Linked DNA regions of Sus scrofa: all the other regions are linked to region 3. Evidence: chromatin contacts called from public HiChIP or PLAC-seq data. All regions are on one chromosome and are shown on one strand. The core of a region is the stretch at or near the end of the contact, and the rest is flanking DNA. Distances in the headings are between cores, read along the strand shown. Region 1 overlaps FGGY (FGGY carbohydrate kinase domain-containing protein). Region 2 overlaps FGGY (FGGY carbohydrate kinase domain-containing protein). Region 3 has its middle 120 kb from the start of JUN.

Evidence for each region. HiChIP or PLAC-seq counts read pairs in DNA pulled down with a chosen protein or histone mark.
Region 1: an H3K27ac HiChIP or PLAC-seq map of skeletal muscle shows a contact between it and region 3, with 5 times the contacts expected there. The contact joins two enhancer-like sites. A contact is called at or near these places in 2 of 47 Hi-C or Micro-C datasets (mesenteric adipose tissue and retroperitoneal adipose tissue) and 1 of 2 datasets of contacts at active chromatin or transcription factors (skeletal muscle).
Region 2: a contact with region 3 is called in an H3K27ac HiChIP or PLAC-seq map of skeletal muscle. The contact joins two enhancer-like sites. A contact is called at or near these places in 2 of 47 Hi-C or Micro-C datasets (both in skeletal muscle) and 2 of 2 datasets of contacts at active chromatin or transcription factors (alveolar macrophages and skeletal muscle).

The regions. Positions count from the first base shown.
Region 1 is chr6:152,997,274-153,000,837 of Sscrofa11.1, reverse strand. The region is part of intron 6 of FGGY (FGGY carbohydrate kinase domain-containing protein); the gene reads left to right. Among named protein-coding and RNA genes, the nearest start is that of FGGY, 210 kb to the left of the region's middle. Within about 2 kb of position 1,802, at least 23 of the 83 cell types and tissues checked have an H3K27ac peak or open chromatin away from gene starts, as enhancers often do. A contact at or near this core is called in retroperitoneal adipose tissue and skeletal muscle, where this site is marked.
Region 2 is chr6:152,922,497-152,926,341 of Sscrofa11.1, reverse strand. The region is part of intron 8 of FGGY (FGGY carbohydrate kinase domain-containing protein); the gene reads left to right. Among named protein-coding and RNA genes, the nearest start is that of HOOK1, 210 kb to the right of the region's middle. Within about 2 kb of position 1,256, at least 3 of the 83 cell types and tissues checked have an H3K27ac peak or open chromatin away from gene starts, as enhancers often do. A contact at or near this core is called in skeletal muscle, where this site is marked.
Region 3 is chr6:153,564,952-153,569,011 of Sscrofa11.1, reverse strand. No RefSeq gene overlaps it. Among named protein-coding and RNA genes, the nearest start is that of JUN, 120 kb to the left of the region's middle. Within about 2 kb of position 1,556, at least 39 of the 83 cell types and tissues checked have an H3K27ac peak or open chromatin away from gene starts, as enhancers often do. A contact at or near this core is called in retroperitoneal adipose tissue and skeletal muscle, where this site is marked.

The DNA of each region.
Region 1 (3,564 bases), core at 553-3,052, 570 kb after region 3:
GATTAAATACCTACTGTAGGTCAGAATACAAGGCTATATAAAAATACGTAAAAGGGAGTTCACATTGTGGCTCAGTGGGTTAAGACCCCAACATAATGCCCATGAGGCTGCAGGTTCGATCCCTGCCCTTGCTCAGTGGCTTAAGGATCTGAGGTCACCACAGGTTGTGGCATAGGTAACAGATGCTGCTTGGGTTTGATGATGCCGTGACTGTGGTGTAGGTCTGCAGCTCTGATTTGACCCCTGTCCCCAGAACTTACATATACTGCATAATACATAAAAGACAGTCCAAATCACAGAAGAACTTATAAGACTGTAATAGTTACAAGATGTAATTCAGAAAAGGCACTGGTTGGGAATAGTGTCTACTGAGAATAAGCCTATAAGGGCAGGGACTCTTATCTATCTTGTTCTTTAATGCATTTTCAGCAGGACAGCAGTGCTTGGTACATAGTAGGTACTTAGTGAACATTTCCTTAATGAATTACAATTGATGAGGATATCATCAGAAAATTATTTAATCAGCTATATTGCAATAAAATTTTTTACAAAGTTAGTAAAAATATTTAATCAATAATTTAAAATAGAATTTAATAAAATGGAATTGAATTCCTAGTGAAAATGATTCTGGTTTTAAGAGGGAAATGAATGCTTAATGTTTCAGCAGATGTCTTTCAACAGGTGGCTGAACATGTCAGGTTGGAGTTTTTCATTACTTTCTTGGACTGAGTGAATTGTTCTGGGCCTTGGGTACCTTCCATTCAGGAGTAAGAATTGCTGGAATGTTTTTCATTTAGTCTTGTGTCAGTCGTGGTTCCAGGTCTAGAAAACTCCCTAAGCCAACCTGCCCAGGTGAGATCTCTATAGAGGGATTTAGGTGCTAGGTACAGGTCAAGCCCCTGACTCTGACAGTTCTTTTAAATCAGTAGCCAGTCGGAGTTCCTGCTGTGGCTCAGTGGTAACAAACCCGACTAGTATCCTTGACAAAGTGGGTTCGATCCCTGTCTTTGCTCAGTGGGTTAAGGATCTGGTGTTGCTGTGAGCTGTGGTGTAGGCTGGCAGCTGTAGCTCCAATTCTACCCCTAGCCTGGGAGCATCCATATATTGTGGGTGCTACCCTAAAAAGCAAAAATAATTAAAAAAAATATTAATAATAAATCAGGAGGCAGTCTGCTGGCCATCATGCACACACAATGGCACTATTTTTTGTGGGTTTTTTGTTTATTTGTTTTTTGGTTTGTTTTATTTATTTATTTATTTTTTCCATTGAGGGCTCATGGTTCACATAACGTTGGGGCTCTACAAGAATTGGACCAGGTCTTAACAATCTTTGAAGCTACGCCAGGACATAGTATGCCTGTGTAAAACAGCAAACTCATGCAAAGTACCACAGTCATTTGAAATTACCTCCAGCCTATTGTTTGAGAGTTGCCCGTTCTTGTTTTTGTTCTCCCTTCCCTACACCAAATTGAAAGTCCATTCAGTCCGAAAGGACTCTGCAGGCAGGGCAGGATGTCACTTAGCACTGTCCCGGCCGATCCAGCTGACCTGTTGACCTTGGCAAAAATGAGCGGGGACTGGGGGTCCGGTGCCAAGCACAGAGGGACCAGGGTCGCATACCACCCACGCCCAAACCTCTCGCTGACATTTCCATGGGCTCTGAGCCAGCTCTCCCCGCTGGGTTTCATCTCCTGTTTGTAGGAATACAAAGGAACACTGAACCTTCCAGTTAATACAACACCCTGCCCCCACCTCCCCCTTCCTGGAGAGGATAACAGTTCTGTTGACCATTATAATGCATTTTCTGTCTCCCAGCAATCCACACAGTCATTAATTTCTGCTGCTGACGTCAGGCAAGAGGATTATGTGTGTGTCTGAAACTGTTCCCAAAGTGCTCATTAGTCATAGATAATTGAAAAACTGGTAGGGGAGGATTTGGTGTAATAGTAGCCCCCGCCTATGAAGAGAGACGGCAACCACCGGCTAATTGTAGGCCCCAGCGTGTGACCCTCACACCGACTCTGCCCATCGGAATGGGAATCAGTGGCCATGAGCCCAGCAGCCCTCAGAGCGGTTGCTTTTTTACACCCCAAGGTGAGCTTGTGTTCACAGGAACAGAGGCCACAGCCAGAGCAAGGAAATACGTGAACGGGCCTCGGGCCTCTCTCCTGCCTTCAGGCTGAGGAACAGGGTTTAAAAAAGGTGTGCAGTGTTCTCCCTAGTGGAACTGTGCGTTTATTTTAACTAGCTTGTCTCGATCATGAAAGACATACAAGGCCAGGGTACAGAAGAAGCCCAAATGACAGCCCTTCCCTGGACCCGAGTCTCCACTGTAACAATATTCTGCATATTTTTTCTAGGATTTTTCTGGGAGTGTATGTGCTTAATTTCGGTACCGTTTAATACAAGTCACAAATGGGATCTTACTCCAATTGCTATTCTGCAGCTTGCCACTTTCCCTTAACTTATCCTGGACTCCCTTCCACATCCATACTTTTAATTCTTCCTCGTTCATGTTAACGGCTGTGAAGTGTTTTCTGCTGAATACATGTGCTCTAATTTGTTCACCCTGCATAGAGTTAAGGGGGCAAATACCTTTGGAAATATTACAGAAAAACTACGTTCAAAGTAGAGCAATTAGAAGGTATAGGTTAATTAAAAAAAAAATGAAAAACACGTATTTTCTCTCTCCAGGGAAAACCTCTTCTCTGTATTGCTTCCTTAGGAAGGGATTTTTACAAATAAATCCATCTACATCTCTGTGGTTGTTTTTTAAAAGAAGTCTTCTCTGCTACTGTTTGGCAGCCTGCTTTTTTAGTTGGCTTGATTGTTTTAAAGATGAAAATGATTTCCTGTTCTCGCCTTTCTCTACACTGCAGGTTTATCTTCTTAAATGATAAATCAGGGAGCTCAGAGCTGTTGGTCATTGGGGCCACACTGCCTTAGTTGGCCCTGCCTGAGGTCCCCTGCTCTTGTCCAGGTGGCCACAGGTCCCCTTGCCTACCTGGTGCCCTTTTTTGCCAACATACCGAATGCCTCACACCCTCTGTGCTCATCGGGACTCCCTGCAGTGAACCCACTTTCACTCTAATGGCATCCGTTTCCCCAAGCACTGAAACCAGCAATCGGCCACCTGTCTTTCCAGACCAAGCTCGGATGTCACCTTCCTCTTGATTTCCTGCCCTCGCCAGTGCTCTGAGACCACCACGCACATTCCACCTTCAGAGCTTTTATCTACAGTCTTGAGGGCCTTGGTTTGCACAGACTGCTGTGCAAGCCTTCTGAGATCGGAGGCTCGTCTTTCACTCATTCCCCAGCACCCAGATCTAGGCACAGGGCAATGGAAAATATCTGGGGCCTTCATCATAACCATTGTCTTGAAATGTTCGCTGAATGGTTGAATGAAGAAATGAAGAGACCGCAAATGCAGAGGCTGTGAAGTTCTGATGAAGTCTGGGAAAACCGATGCTGTGATTCATTGAATGTTAGGGTGAAAGAAGAGCGGAAGGAGGATTATTTCTGGAAAAGCCTGCTTCTGACAGCTCCTCTGGTCCCCTCAGTGCC
Region 2 (3,845 bases), core at 7-2,506, 640 kb after region 3:
TTTTGTGAGGCCAAAAATGGAGAGAGAGAGTTCTGCAGATCAGGATTTTTTTTTTTTTTTTTTTTTTTTTTGCTCTTTTTGTATTTTTCCAGGGCTGCATGCGCAGCATATGGAGGTTCCCAGGCTAGGGGTCTAATTGGAGCTGTAGCCACACAGGCTTATGCCAGAGCACAGCAACTCAGGATCCAAGCCGAGTCTGCGACCTACACCACAGCTCATCTGCGACCTACATTACAGCTCCCGGAACTCCAGGATCAGGATTCTTTAGGTTTAGTCTTGTATGGACATGGCCCAAATTCCCTTGAACTAAACCTGATTAGCAGGAGTGGGGTCTTTGGGGAGTGCTTGCAAAAGGCAACAATGGATGCACATGCACAGAAATTGTGACTTTTATTGAAAGAGGCCCCATTATAAAACAGCCTATGGAGTTCCCATCGTGGTGCTGTAACAAATCTGACTAGGAACCATGAGGTTGTGGGTTCAATCCCTGGCCTCACTCAGTGGGTTAAGCGATCTGGCATTGCTGTGAGCTGTGGTGTAGGTCTCAGACACGGCTCAGATCCCAAGTTGCCGTGGCTGTGGTGTAGGCCAGCGGCTATAGCTCCGATTAGACCCCTAGCCTGGGAACCTCCATATGATGCAAGTGTGACCCTAGAAAAGACAAAATAAATAAATAAAACAGCCTACATTCTCTTTGCCTTTATATAATAAGCTGTTAACAAGGTAAAGCCTCAATTGTGTTTAATCCCAGTGACAGATCTTCCCAGTAGAAATGAATCCAGGTGATAGTTTCTTATCTCGCTTTCTCTTCTCTAGAGTCAGTACAACATCTGTACCCTACTTTAGCATTCTAGTCAAGATGGTATCAGATCGTACTTTTTAAAATTAAACACCCCTGTGTACACCAATCCATAAATAAGAAGTACACTTTGGCCAGTATGGAGGTGATGATATTAATACAGGCTACGTTTCCCTGAGTCACTGAATGTACCAGGCACTGTACCAATGCCTATAATAGACTGTGTCACATTTAATCTTTACAAGTCTGTGAAAAGAGGTCCTGTTTGCCCCATTTTTCAGATGAACACCCCAAGGGCCAAGGTCACACAGCAAGTTGAGACAGAAAATTGAGAGTCGAACCAGAAAATCAAAAGTCAGTGGTCACATTGTTGAGACAATAACTCAGGCCAGACTCTGGTCTTAATAAGGGAAACACAGAAACTAAACAGGAGCAGGGCAGGGAGAGAACCTGTCCCCAGCAACCCAGAAGTCAAAATCAGAGCATGGCCAATGGAAGCACTGTGTCATAGGTGCCAAGGTCTTGTCACAGGGGAAAAAGCTATGTCATTCTCCTCTGTCCCTGCTCATCAGCCTTGACTGTGAGGCTGCTCCCAGGCATCTTTTCAAAGGAACCCTAAATTCTATAGGCCAGAGCTGCTTTTCCTAACAGCCAGTTTAGAATCAAAAGAGCATTGATTGGGCCATATTTGAGAACCACTTGATAGTTAGTGCTTGGCTCACGCATGAGGGATGTGACAGAAATAGAAAATATGGTTCTGACTTTAAGGGTCCAATTTGCTATGTGACATCAGAGCAACAGAGCTAAGAATCCCTCTGATGATTAGCTACTGTGTAGACTGGGCACCCCCCCCCCCGAAGCTCCTTCCCCTCCACCCCGCCTACCCCTCCCCCACCACAGAAGAAACTAGTAAATGTTCACCCACCACAGATTGTTGGGACTGTGAAAAAGATATAAGACATGATTTTACATCTTTGGGGTCAGACAGCTCTCAGAGCTTCCAAAGCCGAAGCCAGTCTGAGCTCCCTGGAGCCAGTCAGGCATTGGTTTAGGAAAGGCCACGTGTGGTTTCTTGTCCACAGGGGAAAGAAAATCAGGGGGAACTTGAGGAGAACCTCAAAGTTTTTTTGGGGGTTCGGTCTCTCTTGCAATTAACTTTGGGTGCATTGAGGTAAGTAGATGAGAAACATATGAATGACATTTCTGTTGTGATCATATATGGATGACAGAATGATGATGAATGAAGAATGATAAAGATGAAAGTTTAAGGAGTCTTAAATCCTTTGCGAATAATTCAGGACATTGCAAACGATACTTGGCAGCCTCCCTCCATCCCAAATTTGGGGACCGTTTGGTTGGATGACACAGTTGCTTGGCGCCTTTCCTGTTCAGTCAGACCACTGAAGATCTGTGAACAGGTTTCATGTATTCTTGTTTTGCTCAGAAATAAAGGGATTGGGTTTCTCAGAAGGACCAACTCTGAACCTTTCCAGAAACCTCCAAATAGAGGAGAGGAAACTTTGGCAAGCCTGAGCTTTATTAACCACGTTTCCCTTATAGCTGATTGGATGTATGGTTATAGTCTGTTGTTGCTCTTCATGCTGGTGAGGTTGTCATGTTAATAATAATGGTAGCCATGCCCGGCATTTGGATGATGTTGGCATTTGCAAGGCATACGACACATGGCACATGAAGTATGTATTATGTATGTATTTACAGATCTTGGCATGTACATTGACCTATGTAACATGTGTTAGGACACAACGTGGAAGTACAGAGAGCTAAGGGAAGACACGGGGAGGAGCAGCCAAGCCAGCACTGGGGAAGAAGTCAGAATTTAGAGAAGGTTTCCCAGAGCGGGTAATACAGAACAGAGTCTTATAAAAGGACATGTAAGCATTAGTCAGGGGAAGGTGAGAGAGGCAGCCTTTTTAGACAGAAAGAAGAGAATTTATGAAGATTTGGAGATGAGGAAGAAGATGGTTCACTTGAGGAACTTCTAGGCTTTTATGGACTCACTGCCATCAAAAATGATGGGACAAAGGCTGGGGGATATGACCACATGTATGATTAGGCCAAATAGATCAAAGCCAGGTCTCATATGCCATGGGGAGCATCTAAAGATGTACATAAGGGAAGTGATTTAATTAGGTTTGTGTATTAGAAAGATCAGGAGTTCCCATTGTGGCTCAGTGGTAAGGAAGCTCACTAGTATCCACGAGGGTGCGAATACGATCCCGGCATTTCCATGAATTGTGGTGTAGGTTGCAGATGCAGCTCAGATCTGGCATTGCTGTGGTGCAGGTGGGCAGCTGCAGTTCTAATTTGACCCCTAGCCTGGAAACTTCCATATGCTGCAGGTGTGGGCAAAGAAAGAAAGAAAGATAGATCACTGTGTTGGAGGTATGGAAGTTGGAGTCTCTGAATAGGGCTTGCAGGGTTGCAGGGGGAAGGACAATATTTGAAACCTAATTTAATTAATTGCTATTATAATAAATCCAAGCAAGAAAATGAAATTGATTGACTAATATAGTGGCAGTGGGGAGAAGCACAAGAGCTTGTGTTTGAAAAATAGAGTTAACAACACATGCAACCTTATGTGAAACAGATGAATGAGATCAAAAAGTCAAGAATGCTAAGCTGGGCGTCCCCACTGTGGCTCAACAGGATCAGCAACGTATTTAGAGCCCTGGGGTGCAGGTTCGATCCCTGGCCCAGCACAGTGAGTTAAAGGATCTGGCATTACTGCAGCTGCAGCATAGGTCACAAGTGCAGCTTGGATCTGATCCCTGGTCTGGGAATTCCATGTGCCCTGGGGTGGCCATAAAAGAAAAAAACAAAAAACGAGAATGCTGTCCTACTGGTTACTGGTTGAGTAAAGAGGGTACCATTCATTGAGATGGGGACAAGTTAGGATGAGGGGGATGACAGGTTCTATTTTGGACATGATGATTAGAAATTCAGGTCAAATGTCCTGTGTGAAAGAAACTCAGGAACAAGGTATGAGTTTGGGATGAACATTTGAAACTCGGCAGCATAAAAATTG
Region 3 (4,060 bases), core at 307-2,806:
TGAACCTGACTAGTATGCATGGAAAGAGGATTCGCTCAATCCTTGGCCTTGCTCAGTGGGTTAAGGATCCAGCATTGCCATGAGCTGTGGTGTAGGTCGAAGATGCGTCTCAGATCCAGCGTTGCTGTGGCTGTGGCGTAGGCCGCCAACTGTAGCTCTGATTCAACCCCTAGCCTGGGAACTTCCATATGCCATGGGTGTGGCCCTAAAAAGACACTAAAATAAATTAAAAAACAAAACAAAACAAAACCAACAATGAAAAAACAACCAACTGAACAGAAAAACAAAAAACAAAACAAAACAAAACAAAAACCAAAACAAAACCACAGGTTGTGTTATCAAACAGGACTGAGTTAAATTTCTGGCTCAAGTCCTAGATGACCTTTGACATGCTATTTCACTTCAGTAACTGTAAAATGAGAGGAAGACTATTCACCTCAGTGTAGCTTTGAGGGTTACACTGAAAAAGTATATAGAAAATTCAGCGTCATGCCTGAGGCATAGTAGGTATTCAAAAATTGGCAGCTCTAATTAGCTAAAGCCTGAGTGGCTTAACTAAAGCTAAGCTCACACAAGAAATGACGGTGCTGGGAGAGATAAAAGAGCGGTTTGAGATTAACACTACTATATATAAAATAGATAACTAACAAGGACCTTATAGGTTTGTAATATCCTATGAGGGGAAAGAATCTGAGAAAAGATTCTGAAAAGAGTCTGAAAAAATATGTGTACACACACACACGTTTATAACCGAATCACTTTTCTGGACACTTGAAACTAAAACAACATTGTGAATCAACTATATTGCAATTTAAAAATCATTTAAAAAAAAGGAAAAAAAGAAATGACAGTATTAAACCTTGAGTTTCCTTCTCTGGGTCTTTCTGGTTCACCTCACCTCTCTTTACTAAATCAACAGCAAAGAAACCCAGTTCATGAAAGGAGATGGAAAGTCTCTTCAAATCTGGTGTGATTTTATAGGTCAAGTCGGTTTTAAACAGGAGACAACCATTTCCTTCTCTCCCTCCAGCCTTGTCCCCTCTATGTCAATCCCGGCCAAAGGAAGCGGCAGGGGGGCCTGGCGGGCTCCCCTCTCCTCCCCGCCTCCTCCCAGTTCCTGTTCCTGTGGTTCTCCGAGCCCCCAGCAGATGGGCCGCCCTTATCAGCCAGCTCCAGGCCAGAGGAGGAATCCTCAGGTCACATGCGGCTCCCCGCAGGGCAGGAGACCTTGTAAATAAGCACAACCCCAGCAGAGGAGGGAGGAGGGTCGCTGGAAAAGAATCCTTGACATTTTGGTGACTGGGCCGGGATTAAAGGCCACCAGGCCTAGCTCTTATTGGCCATTTCTGTGAGGAGTTGCCAATCCCTGGATTCAAGGCAGCCTTTAAATAGCCCTGGGAGCTGGGGCATTCCCAGTGTGCTTCTGCCTTGATCCAGGCCTAATCCCTTGCCCAGGACTGACCTTTCACAGTTTACAGAGCACTTTATCTCTTGGCTCAGTGGTGTCTCACAGGGCTCTGCTGAGAGAAGGGACTAGATCACTGCCCCCAACTTCTAAATGAGGAAACTGAGGCTTGGACCCTGAATGACTTCCTCCTGGCTACACAGCTGGCAGCGGTCGAGTCTGGGCTGAGATCCACATCTGTTCGGGCACCAAATCCAGAGGTCTGCCCATCACACCAGTGTCCTCCATTGTGGTCTTCCTTTGTGCCCAGCATCTGTGCCCCGACCCGCCCCCCTACCGCCCCACCACCACCGGGAACCCACATTCCCAGGAGGAGTGAGTGCCAAATGGGTGGATTTCAACATAATTCAGTGAATGAAGCCAGTCCAAAAACGGTCATACTCTATCATTTCCTGCATCTAGAACTCTAGAAAACGCAGGCTGATGTACAGGGTTAGAAAGCAGATGGGCCGTGGTTGGAGAAGGGAGGGAGGAGGGGAGAATGCAAGGGGACAGGAGGACACTTGGAGGTGGGGGTGATGGGTTCACAGGTGTGTAGGTAGTGAATTGTGTGCTTCAATTCACACAGCTTATTGCACTCAATGATACCTCCATAAAGCTATTAAAAAAGAGAAAGAGAAGAGAAGAAAAAGAATGCAGGAGTTTGGCAGAGTAATTAAAGAACCCTGAGAAGACTTAAAAGGGTACACAGAGTTCCACAGGCACTTGGGAGAGAAGAGATTCTTCTCTGAGTTGTAAAGATCAGGAAAGTGTTCTTGGAACAGGTGTCCGATGTGGCTCTAGGATGGACAGGGAGGTGTGAGGTCAAGGAAGATGAAGGTGGACGATGCAAGGAGTTGAGGGAATAGAGCGGGGTGTGCTCTTCCTCCCCATCCCCCACTTTCTTCTGGATCCTTAAAGGCCTGAGGTTAAAACAGCCGCAATTCTCTCTTTTCTTCAGAAAGTCAGACACCTGCCCTACTTGGCGGGCAGCTGCTTTTGCTAATAAGACTCCTGCCCTTCTCCCTCCCCCACTGTGCAGCTCATCCCTTTAGGTCTGGCTGGGCCCCCTCCCTGCCCTCTCCGATTTCCTCTCTTAACTGAACTGCCAAGTGCTTGCTGGGTGAGCCATCGACAGCCCCAGCTCCCAGGGCCCCGGGCACCCTTATTTCAGTCCCTTCCAAATCTCGCAAAAAGAAGGAGGTTTGGGGGGATGCATGTGGGTGTGTGATGCGATTCTAGGTACAAAATGAAAATAGCTTTTTTTTCCCTTTCGTAACCTTTGGCTTAGTAAATAGACAATCACTGGAAAATTTTGAATAATGACTTTCTTCAACGATATTGTCATACAGCAAGAAGAAACTCAAGCATCGTTACACTGGTGCACACTGATTATGGTTAATCTGGTCCAGAAGCAATTTGGTTGGCTGCTGTTATAGTTTGTAAAACATTAACTTGGGTTTGGATGATCCTGTTATTCATGACTCCACATAAGGGACCCTTCCAATGATGAATGGAACCACATATGAAATTGTGGGTTAGCTCTTGCTTTTCAGTTTCCTTGGCATGTGTGTTGATTTGAAACTGCCCCCTTTTAAAAATTGCCTTATTAATTAAATAACCCAGTCAGCCACATTCCCTCCTCCTAATTCAGCGCTCAAATGTAAGCTTAGTTCTGGAGTCAGCTTTCTAACCTTGGCTTAAGGGACATTAGTCACTGGGAGCAAAATGTGGCATCTGAACAGCTGTTCCAGGCATTCAGAGTCCAGGTTTGGAGACAGTTGGGGAAGGGAACCAAGAGTTATTTACCTAATACATACCCTGTGCAGGCTTTTTTTTTTTTTTTTTCCAGGGCCACACCTGCAGCATATGGAAGTTACCCTGGCTTGCAGAAATGCAGGATCCTTAACCCAATGAGCTAGGCCAGGGATTGAACTTGCAACCTCAAGGAGACTAGTCAAGTTTATCACCCGCTGAAACATGACAGGAACTCCTTGCTTTTTTTTTTTTTTTTTTTTTTTTTTTTGTTTAGCAGCCCCGTGGCATATGGAGTTCCCAGGTCAGGGATCAGATCTGAACCACAGTTGCAACCTACACTGCAGCTATGGTAATGCCAGATCCTTTAACCTACTGTAATGGACCAGGGATCGAACTTGTGTCCTGGCACTGCAGGAACTCCCCTGTACCAAGCATTTTTATAAAACATTGCTCTTTCAATTCTCTGAACAGCCCATTAATGTGTTCTTTGGCTGGTTTAAGATCTATCTTCTCCAGGCACAGCAAGGTTAGGAACTTGTCAGAAATCACACAGCTCCTGAGTGGTAGAGCTGGGACTTCAACCAAAACAATTTGATTCCAGAGCTCATACTCTTGAATGCTGACCTATACCTACCTGGTTTAGCCCTCCCAAACCCAAGACCTTATTATTGACTATTATTATCAGAACTCTTTTCCAGGTGGAAACTAAAAGCTCAGAAAAGTAATTTCCCCACATAAACTATATGCAGATCCATTTGAAATCTGTGCTCCTGGGCAAGTCGCTTTGCCCATCTATCCATCCATCCATGCATCCATCCATCATCTGCCCATTCATTAATTCAACAGGTAATGGCAAGA